Regions from separate parts of the Sus scrofa genome. Here region 1 is linked to region 2. A link is a contact called in public HiChIP or PLAC-seq data. All regions are on one chromosome and are shown on one strand. The core of a region is the stretch at or near the end of the contact, and the rest is flanking DNA. Distances in the headings are between cores, read along the strand shown. Region 1 holds the start of LOC100620992 (general transcription factor II-I repeat domain-containing protein 2). Region 2 holds the start of GTF2I (general transcription factor II-I).

Region 1 (5,523 bases), core at 1,076-3,575, 240 kb before region 2:
TTTCATTAACTGAGAAGCAGGAGGACCTGGGCAGAGGGCAGGACATGTTCTGTTTGAGACACATACTCATCCCCCAAGTGAATATCTCAAAGCAGGCAGGTGCTTATACAGACTGGGAGTGGGGGGACCTGGCTGGGCTGAAAATGGGCATACTTGACAGTCAAAACCCTTACCCATGGGATTTAAGGCCCCAAGACTGGATGAGGTTTTCTAGGGAATGAGAGCAGCTGAGAAAGAGACCAAGACTAAATCCCGATACGGCACTATGGAAAGGTTGGGGGTGGGTGGGAAGAAGGACCTGCCACAGAGTAAGAAAAGCAGTCAGAAGAAGAGGCAGAACAGCAGTCCGGAATGGTATCTGACAAATCCAGATGTGTTTCAAAGAGGATGTGGTGACTGGCTGTCAAACGCCGATCAAGTGATTCACAGACTGAAAAATGACTGCCGCCAGGTGGTGGTCCCTTGTGACCGTGGAAAAGACTTTAGTGGAGTTATGGGGGTTTAATGGAACGGATTCAAGAGAGAGGAAGAGGTGGTACATATACCCAACTCTTGCTGTCAATCAGTCGTTCTTTCAAACCAATAACAAAATGTGTATTTTCAGTTTTTTCTTTTTCTTTTTTCTTTTTCTTTTTTTTTGCTTTTTAGAGCTGCATATGGAAATTCTCAGGCTAGGGGTCAAACTGGAGCTACAGCTGCTGACCTACACCCCAGCCACTGCAACACAGGATCTGGGGCTGGTCTGTGAAATACACCACAGCTCACCACAACATCGGATTTCTGACACACTGAGCGAGGCCAGAGATTGAACCCATGTCCTCGTGAATACTAGTCCGACTTGTTTCTACTGAGCCACAACAGGAACGCCTGTATTTTCACACTTTTAACAAATGGTTCAAAACACCAAAATTCTTCCTATACAAGATTTTAAAGCAGATTAGAAAGTTGTTTCCAGGAGTTTCCGCTGTGGCACAATGGGATCGGCAGCATCTCTGCAGTGCCAGGACGCAGGTTAGATATCCAGCCTGGCATACTGGGTTAAGCCTGGCATCCAGTGTTGCCCCAGCTTCGGCGTAGGTTACAGGTGTGGTTCAGATATGATCCCTGGCCTGGGAATTCCAAATGCCATGGGGTGGCCAAAAAAGAAAAAAAAGAAAGAAAATTGTTTCCAGGTTACTTTTTTTTTTTTTTTTTTTGTCTTTTTGGCCATTTCTCGGGCCGCTCCCACAGCATATGGAGGGTCCCAGGCTAGGGGTCGAATCGGAGCTGTAGCCACCGGCCAACGCCAGAGCCACAGCCACGTGGGACCTGAGCCATGTCTGCAACCTACACCACAGCTCACGGCGATACCGGATCCCCAACCCACTGGGCAAGGCCAGGGATCAAACCCACAACCCCATGGTTCCTAGTCGGATTCATTAACCACTGAGCCACGATGGGAACTCCCCTCCAGGTTACATTTTTAAGTATGAGAGTTTTACACTCCCATTGTTTTGGGCAACAACAAAAGTCAATCCTTATTATTTGCTAATTTCATATTTGTGAATTCACCTACTCACTATAATTTATAGGTAAATTTAAAAAGCAATACTCACCTTCCTTTCCCCGATCTTGCAGACACAGCAGTGGCAAAAACAAGTTGTTCTGCCTGCCCTACATGTTCCCAGCTGAAGTAGAATGAGGTGACACTCGTTTCAGGTCTAACATAGGAAACGAGTATCCTGTTCTGGGTCTATTTAATGTTCATTTTCCACATTTTGTGCTTCCATGCGTGTGTGTGTGTGTGTGTGATTTTGCTGTTTAAAATGGTCATCAAATATAGTACTTAAGTGCTACCTGTGTTTCTAAGCGCAAGAAGGCTATGATGTGCCTTATGTAGAAAATACTAGTGTTAGCTACGCTTCCTTTCAGACATGAGTTACAATCAGTGCTGCTGCCTATGAGTTCAAACAATGTATCAACTCAAATATACACTGAGTTCCCAGGTGGTTCAGAGGGTTAAGGGTCCCCACGTTGTCACTGCTGTGGCTCTGATTACTCCTATGGTAGGGGTTGGATCCCCGGCCCAGAAACTTCTGCTAGCTGCGAGCATGGCTGAAAAAGAAGTAAGGCACACTACGTTAAATCTGAGCAACAGGTAAATATTTCTATTATCTTATTCTCCTTTTGGTATATTTAAAATAAATCTGTAACTTAAGTTTGATTAGATAACACTATAGTCATATTCAACTGTTTGCTGGAACGCCAGCACCACCTGATGGACAGCTCATGATTGGTTGGCAATGCCAATGACCCCATCAAAAGGTCAGTTAACAAATAACTCCAGGGCTTTAAGGCAGATTCACCGATCACTGGAATTGTGACCTCACCGCTTTAAAGCTACAAACTGCAATTTAATGAGTATCATATTAAATAACAGCAAGAGAGTATGTCCATGTTTGAGGGCGGTATCACGGCGTGAGACCAGACACCTGCAGCCACTCATCAAAGGCCGGGGATGGATGAGCACGGCTGGCCTAGAGCAGAAGGGGACTGAGAGCCTTCCAGCAAACTGTGCAGCGAACTGGATTTCATGGCACCGGAAACGGCAACTCCCACTTGGGGCGCTGCGGACACACGAGTCAAGGCTGCCTTCCAGGAAGCCAAAAAAAAAAAAAAAAAAAAAAAAAAGGGAAAAGAAAGAGAAAAAGGAGGGATAGTGGAGCGCAGGGCTTCGGCCGCCACCCACACGCAGCGTCCTCGCCTCATCGCGGTCACGGCCGCCGCCCTCGGCCCCCCGCCACTCCCGGGTGGCCCAGCCCTCGGACCCCGCGACCGGCAGGGCGCTGCCCGCCGGCGGGGACCTCAGGTGCGTACCCCGCCCCTGCCGCAGCCGCCATTAAGAGCGGGTGCTTTGCTTGGAACTCTCTACTCGCGGGCGTGGCGGAGGGTAGGTTGCCCTCCGAAGCGCGCGGCTGCAGCCCCCTTCCCCGCCCGCCCGACGGGGCCCGGAACCGGCTCCCCACGGGCAGGGCCCGCGGAGTGGGGGTGGGGCGGGAAAGCCCCGGCGCGGGGGCCGCGGTCGCACGCACAGAACGCGCATCACTCTCCCTTCTGATTGGCTGAGCGAAAGCGGTGGGGGCGGGGGCTGCCGGTTCTGGGCTCTCTGGGTCCCGGAGTGCGTGAGGTCAAGCTCCGGCTGGCGTACTTGGGAGTACACCGCTGCGTGCGGGCGAGCCTGATTGGTTAATTGGGGGGGCGGGGCGGGGCGGGGCGGCCGCTGTTGCCTAGTAACCGCGCCCTGCTCCACCGCAACGACTGGCCCACCCGCTGGGTTTTGTCCTGGGTGGGCTCAGTCGGGCACCCAGTAGCGGCCTGTCTGTGGGCATAAAACTAATTCAGAGGCCGGACGATGAGCTTCTGGCCCTAGATTAGAATCCCTCAGATTATGATTTAGAGATAAAAGAGAAAAAAAGACTTGCGGGACTATATTTCCCACCTTTCAAACAAAATAACAGCTTTATTGAAAAATGCCATGAAATCCACACTTGCAAAGTGTATAATCCAGCGGATTTTTTGTTTATTCACAGAGTTGCGCGACCATGACCACTAATGCCAGAATGTTTTCATCACCCAAAAAGAAAATCCATTTCCGTTAGGCAGTCATTTTCTTTTCCCATCCCAGCCCTGGACACAGCGAAGTATTTTCTGTCCGATGGCTCTGCCTATTCCAGCATTTCCTAAGCTCAGAATCATCAAAGGGAGTCTCTTGGATCTGGCTTCTTTGCTTCCTTCTTATGGCTGAATAATAATCCATTCAATGGGTATACCCCATTTCCATTTTCCCTCAATTGATGAATGTTTTTGGATTTTTACCACTTTTTGGCTATTATGAATACCGCTGTGAACATCCGTGTTCACTTTTTTTGCGTGGATGGTTTGTTTTGAGCTCCTAGATACATACCAAGGAGTGGAACTCCTGAGCCAAAAATATCACGTTTTAGTTTTGTGCTGGTAATTTGAAGTAAACAGATGTTTAGATATAAGATTGGAAATTGGCACAGTGGATATTGCTCACGGCTGCAGCTGAAGAACTGAGCAACCCTTCTCTTTTCTTCCCTCTGGAGAGGGAGGCTTGATCTGTGTGCCTTCAGAAGACACAGGGCTTGGCGCCAGGCTACTGCAGATGTGAATCCATTTGGGGCGGTTTAGCGACCCCACCCCCGTTTGCTGCCGGGAGCTCTGGGTCTTTGCCCACACCTGCTGCCTGGGCAGTCTCTTCCCTTATTCCCAGGTTGTTGACCCAGGACCCTGGACACTTTTGGGATTGTCTGGCTTTCCTTTTGCTTTTATTAGCTGCTATTCTGCTGTGTCTGTGGAAGTCTGTCTTACTTGAAACCCAGAATGTGGATTTTTTCCTAGTTTTCCCCTTGGCTTGCCTGCTGGCAGTGTATGTCTTGACACAGCAGGTGCTCATTACATTTAAAAACATTTTAGGAGTTCCTGTTGTGGCACAGTGGGAACGAATCTGACTGGTATCCATGAGGATGCAGGTTCAATCAGTGGCCTCGCTAAGTGGATGGGGGATCCGGTATTGTGGTGAGCTGTGGTGTAGGTTTCAGATGACCCAGTGTGGCTGTGGCTGTGGCTGTGGCAGGCAGCTGTAGCTCCAATTCGACCTCTAGCCTGGGAACTTCCATATGCCACAGGTTCAGCCCTAAAAACCAAAAAAAAAAAAAAAAAATTAAATTTGGCTGAAGTCCTTGATTATTACATTTTTTTTTCCTGCAACCACGACATGCAGAAGTTCCCTGGCCAGAGACTGAACCAATGCCACAGCAGTGACAATGCTAGATTCTTAAGCACTAGCCCTCCAGGGAACTCATTTATTAATCGTTTAAATTTGACTTTTTTTTTTCTGCTTTTTGACATTGAAAATACATATTGTTATTTCTAGTTCTCTTCCATACTCCCTGGTCAATCCAGAAGAAGAGTACCTGTTGTCTTAAAATTTGTTATTCTTTTTTTAGAATTTTTTTTCACTTTGAGTTATACTGACATGTTACATTGTATTGGTTTTAGGAATACAACCTAGCGATTTGATATATGCATGTTTTGTGAAATGATTACCACAATAAGTTTAGTCAATATCCGTCACCTTATATAGTTACATTTTTTTACTTCGTGGTAAGATCTCTGTCACAGCAACTTTCAAATGTAGTGCAGTACTATTAGCTATAGTCACGCTATACAGCACATCCCCAGGGCTTATTTTTTTATAACTGGGAATTCTTACTTTTTGACCTTTTGTACATTTCTGTTGAATGACGACTAAGTACGCTTGGGTTTGGAGTTTCCATTCACTGTAAGTCTGGGCTGAGGTGGCACCTTGGGAACTTGCTAATTAAAATCAAAGCCTCGGGGACCCTGGGGGAAAAATTAACTTTGGAAAGAACATCTAGAAACAGTTTAAAACAGAGCAGGACTCTATTTTAAGATTCCAGAGGTTTGATACAGCGAGTGGATGACATTCCAAATGATGAA
Region 2 (5,172 bases), core at 2,548-5,047:
TTTTCTACTGTACAGCAAGGTGACCCAGTCACACACACATGTATACATTTTTTTCTCACATGCTCATGCTCCATCGTAAGTGACTAGATATAGTTCCCGCTGCTATACAGCAGTAAAAAAAACTTTAAATTGAAGGGTGGTTAATTCACAATATTGTGTTAGTTTTGAGTGTACAGCAAAGTGATTCAGTTATTCATATATACATTCTTTCTCAGATTGTTTTCCATTATAGGTTTTATTTTGTTTTGTTTTCAAGGGCTGCATCCACAGCATATGGAGATTCCAGGCTAGGAGTTGAATCACAGCTGTAGCCGCCAGCGTCCACCACGGTCACAGCAACACAGGATCTGAGCCTCATCTGTGACCTCGTCTGTGACCACAGCTCCAGCAAGGCCAGATCCTTAACCTACTAAGGGAGGCCGGGGATCAAACCTGCATCCTCATGGATACAGCCACAATGGGCACTCTCCATTACAGGTTATTACAGGATGCTGAACATAGGTCCCCACGCTTTTTTATGTACCTCTGTTCTTCTTCAAACAAGGAGGACACCAGAAGAGAACTCTTCCCAGCGGGAGGCTGCCCACTGCCTTTCCGTCCTTTGCTGCGCCTGGAGCAGGGAGAGGCAGCTGCACGCAGGAGCCACCCTGGGGCAGGGCTTGGTGGCCAGAATTCTCTGAGTCAGGCAGCCCTAGCTTTGAGTTCTGGCTGGGTGCTCAATTTTTCCTGGTTGTGTAACCCGGGATATAGCCCTTGATCTTTTTGAACCTCAAATTCCTCATGGGTAAGAGGAAGAAAGACTATTTACTTTGCAGGGCTGCGAGGATTAGCAGTGCACACAAAAGGTCTTGCCCAATGGCCCTGACATGGGAGACGGTTAGGGTAGCGTAGTCGTTTGACCATCATCTGCACTAGTGTAAGCAAGGTGGAGAGTCACGGGTCCCTCTGGTAATACCCAGTGTTTATCCTGGCTCCCAGTTCCTGCATCTTAGGCGGGCTGTTTCAGGGACATTGATGTTGAAACATCAGGCTTCTGGAGTCCAAACACTTGACCAGAAATCAAGCAAGCAGGCTTTAATGGTGGAAAAAAATGGGCAGAGGCACCTGTCATGATTGCCCACGGATGGATTCGTGGGTGGGGGGACGGGTATGCAGTGGGCGCCAGGCTACTGGAATCACCAGGAAGGAGGATTTTTTTTTTTTTTTTTTTTTGTCTTTTTGCCATTTCTTGGGCCACACCCGCGGCATATGGAGGTTCCCAGGCTAGCAGTCTAATTGGAGCTGTAGCTGCCGGCCTACACCACAGTAACGCCGGATCCGAGCCACAGGTCGGCGACCTACACCACAGCTCATGGCAACACCAGATCCTTAACCCACTGAGTGAGGCCAGGGATCGAACCCGCATCCTCATGGATGCTAGCTGGGTTCGCTAAACGCTGAGCCACGAAGGGAACTCTGGAAGGAGGATTTAGAGTTAAGGAAAGACGCACCTTCTCCTCCTTTCTGTGGAGTCTGCTGTAGTAATAACAGGACCTTCTTGCCTGCCTTCTTATGGCCACACCTGCGACATGTGGAAGTTCCTGGGCTGGGCGTCAAATGGAAGCTGCAGCTGCCCGCCTGTGTCACAGCCACAGCAACGGGGGATCCGAGCCGCGCCTGCGACCTACACCACAGCTCAGGGCAACACCAGATCCTTAACCCACTGAGGGAGGCCAGGGATCGAACCTGCAACCTCACAGACACTATGTCGGGTTCTTAACCAGCTGAGTCACAGCAAGAACGCCTACCTATTTATTTCTTAAAAAATTTGGGCTGCGCCCATGGCATCTGAACATTCCCAGGAAGGGATTGAACCCAAGCCATAGTAGCCCCTCAAGCCACTGCTGTAACAATGCCGGATGCGTAACCCACTGAGCCACAAGGGGACTCCTAAACATGATTTTTTAAAAAGGAAATGAAATTTTAAAGTTATGAGGAGGAGGGCATCTGCTTTCAACTGAGTGGTCTGGAGATGCCTCTGATGAGGGGACATTTCAGGGAAAGGTAAAACAAGAAGGCGCCGCCATGTGAGTTGGGAAGAACGGGAGACTGTTTTGAGGAAATGAAAGGACCCCCAACCGCATGAGGCAGAAAGGTGGAGACGGCCCGCCCAGGAGATGAGATCAGGGAAGCACGAGACAGAGGCCAAACCACACAGAGAGTCTTGGGGGATGTTGGGATCTTGTTTGAATCCACACCTCAACTTCCACCCATATTCCCACTTCTGCATCCTCCAACCTCCATCACCCCAGAAACGCTGCCAACAAGAACTGCCCCTCCAGAGACCACCAGCCAACAGCCCTGCTCCCCCTCTGTCTTCGTGCCTAGTTTCCGAAAATCCTTAGTCCCATTTCCCCAAAGCACATTCACCTGTCACAAAGGCACTGCCTGAGGGTTAAAAGAGGCACTAACATCCATTTCCATCTTTTCTTTCTCCTTCTTTGCCTGGACCACGTGGGAGGGAGGAGACCCTGTACTCTGGAGGTCAGCAGACGACCCTCAACAAAGCTTTGATGCTTTTAAAATGCACCTGTCTATGTGTATCTATATCTGAAAGGGTTGTTGTGAAGCCCCTGCCAGTAGAGCTCAGGGGCAGGGAGGCAGCTGGGCAGGTGAGGGAGGCTCCCTGCAGGGGAACAGGTGCTCCAGAGCTGCTGCCCCCCCACCCCCCGCCTCACCCTCGCTTTGTCCCGGCTCTGATTATTGCTTTATTACTGTTTTCAGTCAAATATAATTCTGGCATTTTCTATAATCTTGATCTTTTCATTGATACCAGATTTCTATACAAAGATTTGTATATAAAATGATTATGTACCCACCAGAATACATTCCCCGGCAATTAGAACGTTTAAGATGCAGCTCCTAACATTCCTTCTGCACATTCCTCATTTATTACTTTTGAAAGTGTTTTGTGATTTTTTTTTTCTTTTGGGTGCATGTGTTTACAAATCCAATAACAATTCTCATTTAGAGTTGCAAAACACGAAGCCAATTTTGAACCCAGACAGATGGCAGCTAAATGAAGTTTAATTAAAGAATGAGTGCTTTGAATCACATCACTTTAAAAAGTACAGTACACTGAGATTCTGGAGAGGTTGCATAAACAGCATCTGGGCTCTTGTGCAGAAGGCAGGGTGTGCTGGGGAAGACATACTTAGGAAGGCAGCCCAGGGGATCTGGGGGCGCTGGGAGGGCACAGCGTGGGCCACGCAAGCAGGCAGTGGGGGCGAGGGGGAAAGTCGAGGGAGGGATGGGTGGCCAGCGGTGGCCGCGTACAACCTCCGTATTCAGCCCAGACACCCCTCCCAAAGTCCAGGGCTCCCTGGACCGGAGAGGAAACAGACACAGGCTACCTCTTGGTTCAAAAGCTTTGACTAGGGAGAGGGGGGGATCCCTCAGGCTTTTATGGAATGAGGTCAGGACCAAGGCGCGAGGGTTTGGCTGCACCAACCCACCTATGTGCACGCGTCCGAGGATGACAGATGCAGAGGCTCTACAGTCCGCGGAGATTCGGGGTTCGCACGCCGGTCCCCAGGCCCCGGGGGGTCCCCGCCTCTCCGCGCAGCCGCCGCCGCCGGGCACCGTCTCGTGCAGTGCAGGAGCCACTTCCGGCTCTGGCCGCAGATCTGAGCGCGGGGGCGGGGACGCCCGGGCCGGTCTAGACAACCCGGAGGCGCCAGCCGGGCGGCGGGGGCGCCAGGTGGGCACAAGCCCCAGGGCGGCCGCGGCCAGGCCGGTGCCCAGGCTGCAGTCGCTCGCTGTTTGGTGGCTGCGTGGGGAAGAAAGAGGAAGGAGCAGCGGGATGACAGGCAGAGGAGCGAGACGGACCCGGAGGGCTGAGGCGTTGGCACGGCACTCTGCTGCGGGGCGGGGGGGTGGGGGTGGGGGTTAATCCAGGGAGAAACAGGATAAGATGGGGGAAGGCTGGGTGCCAGGGGAGGGGGGAGGAAAGCAAGGTGGCAGCTGCAATGCTGCCCTTGATCTCCTAGGCGGCTTATGCCTTGAGGGCGGTGGTCAACTCAGGGGGTCGCCCCTCCCCTGATCCTAGAGATTAAAGACTGGCTGGGCTCAGGGCCAGGGGCCTGAGAATGCCATGGAGAGCCCTGACAGATCCTGGGCTACTGGGATGTGGGCAGGAGGTGGTGGTACTAGCAGAGAGAAGGAAGGGGTGGGTGTGGCAGGCCAAGTCTGTGGTTTCTGGCTGGCATCTTTCCAGTGGGAAGCAGAGTCTGGAAGGCTGGGACAGGGCCTCGCCTCCCATCTCTGGGCACCGAGCTGACCTGGAGGGCTGGCAGAAGCTGCTGGACTATTTGGATCGTGTACTTCGCTGACTCAGGACTCAGTTCCTCCAAGCAGTGTGGCCTCCTGCTGGGGCCTTGGCTGGACCCCACCGTCACCCTGACTGCTCCCAGCCCCAGCACTGGCATCCAGCTGACCTCCAAGTCCTGTTGGCTGACCTCCTTGTTATCCTCCACCTGGCCCAAACCACCGCCGGCTCTGCTAGCACAGCGTCAAGAGCCTCCCACGCGGCCTGCAGCTTTCTCTCTCCTCTGCCGTCAGTCACCTTTCGGCAGGAAGACAGCTCCTTCCACAATGCAGATCTGGCCAAGGGTCACCCTTGCTACTCTGTGCTGTGGCTCTCGCCCCCATCCCCCAGCCCCTCTGCCCGGCCCACGAGCTCTTCCACCAGGACCTGTGAGAGTAAGGATGCAACTCAGTTCCAGAGCACAAGGCTGGGCCGGCAGGACCCGGGCTGCATTTGTGCCCCGACCCCGTTCACCCCTTCAGTGCTACACCCTGTGCAGGGCACAGTCTGCTGACTGCCCCGACCTGCCTCTCCACCTCACCTCTAGCCGCTGTCTGCACGTCCTTCTGCTCCAGCGACTCCTTCTCGTTCCTGGAGGCCCAGGTTCAGTCATGTGCAGCTCCCTCAGAACACCGTCCTGCCCCAGTCCTCCCCACTGTGTCCTGCCAGCTCCTTGTTTTCTTGTCTTTCTATGGCCGCATGTGCAGCTTATGGAAGTTCCTGGGCCAGGGGTCAAATTGGAGCTGCAGCTGTGGTCTACACCACAGCCACAGCAACACCGGATCCTCAACCCACTGAGCGAGGCCAGGGACTGAACCCACATCCTC

Evidence for each region. HiChIP or PLAC-seq counts read pairs in DNA pulled down with a chosen protein or histone mark.
Region 1: an H3K27ac HiChIP or PLAC-seq map of skeletal muscle shows a contact between it and region 2, with 2.4 times the contacts expected there. The contact joins the promoter of LOC100620992 here to the promoter of GTF2I in region 2. A contact is called at or near these places in 2 of 2 datasets of contacts at active chromatin or transcription factors (alveolar macrophages and skeletal muscle).

Annotation. Positions count from the first base shown.
Region 1 is chr3:11,895,258-11,900,780 of Sscrofa11.1, reverse strand. LOC100620992 (general transcription factor II-I repeat domain-containing protein 2) reads left to right here and starts at 2,325. Exons shown (of 14, transcript XM_013995562.1): 1 at 2,325-2,848.
Region 2 is chr3:11,655,553-11,660,724 of Sscrofa11.1, reverse strand. It overlaps GTF2I (general transcription factor II-I), which reads right to left and starts at 3,797. Exons shown (of 33, transcript XM_021086344.1): 1 at 3,495-3,797.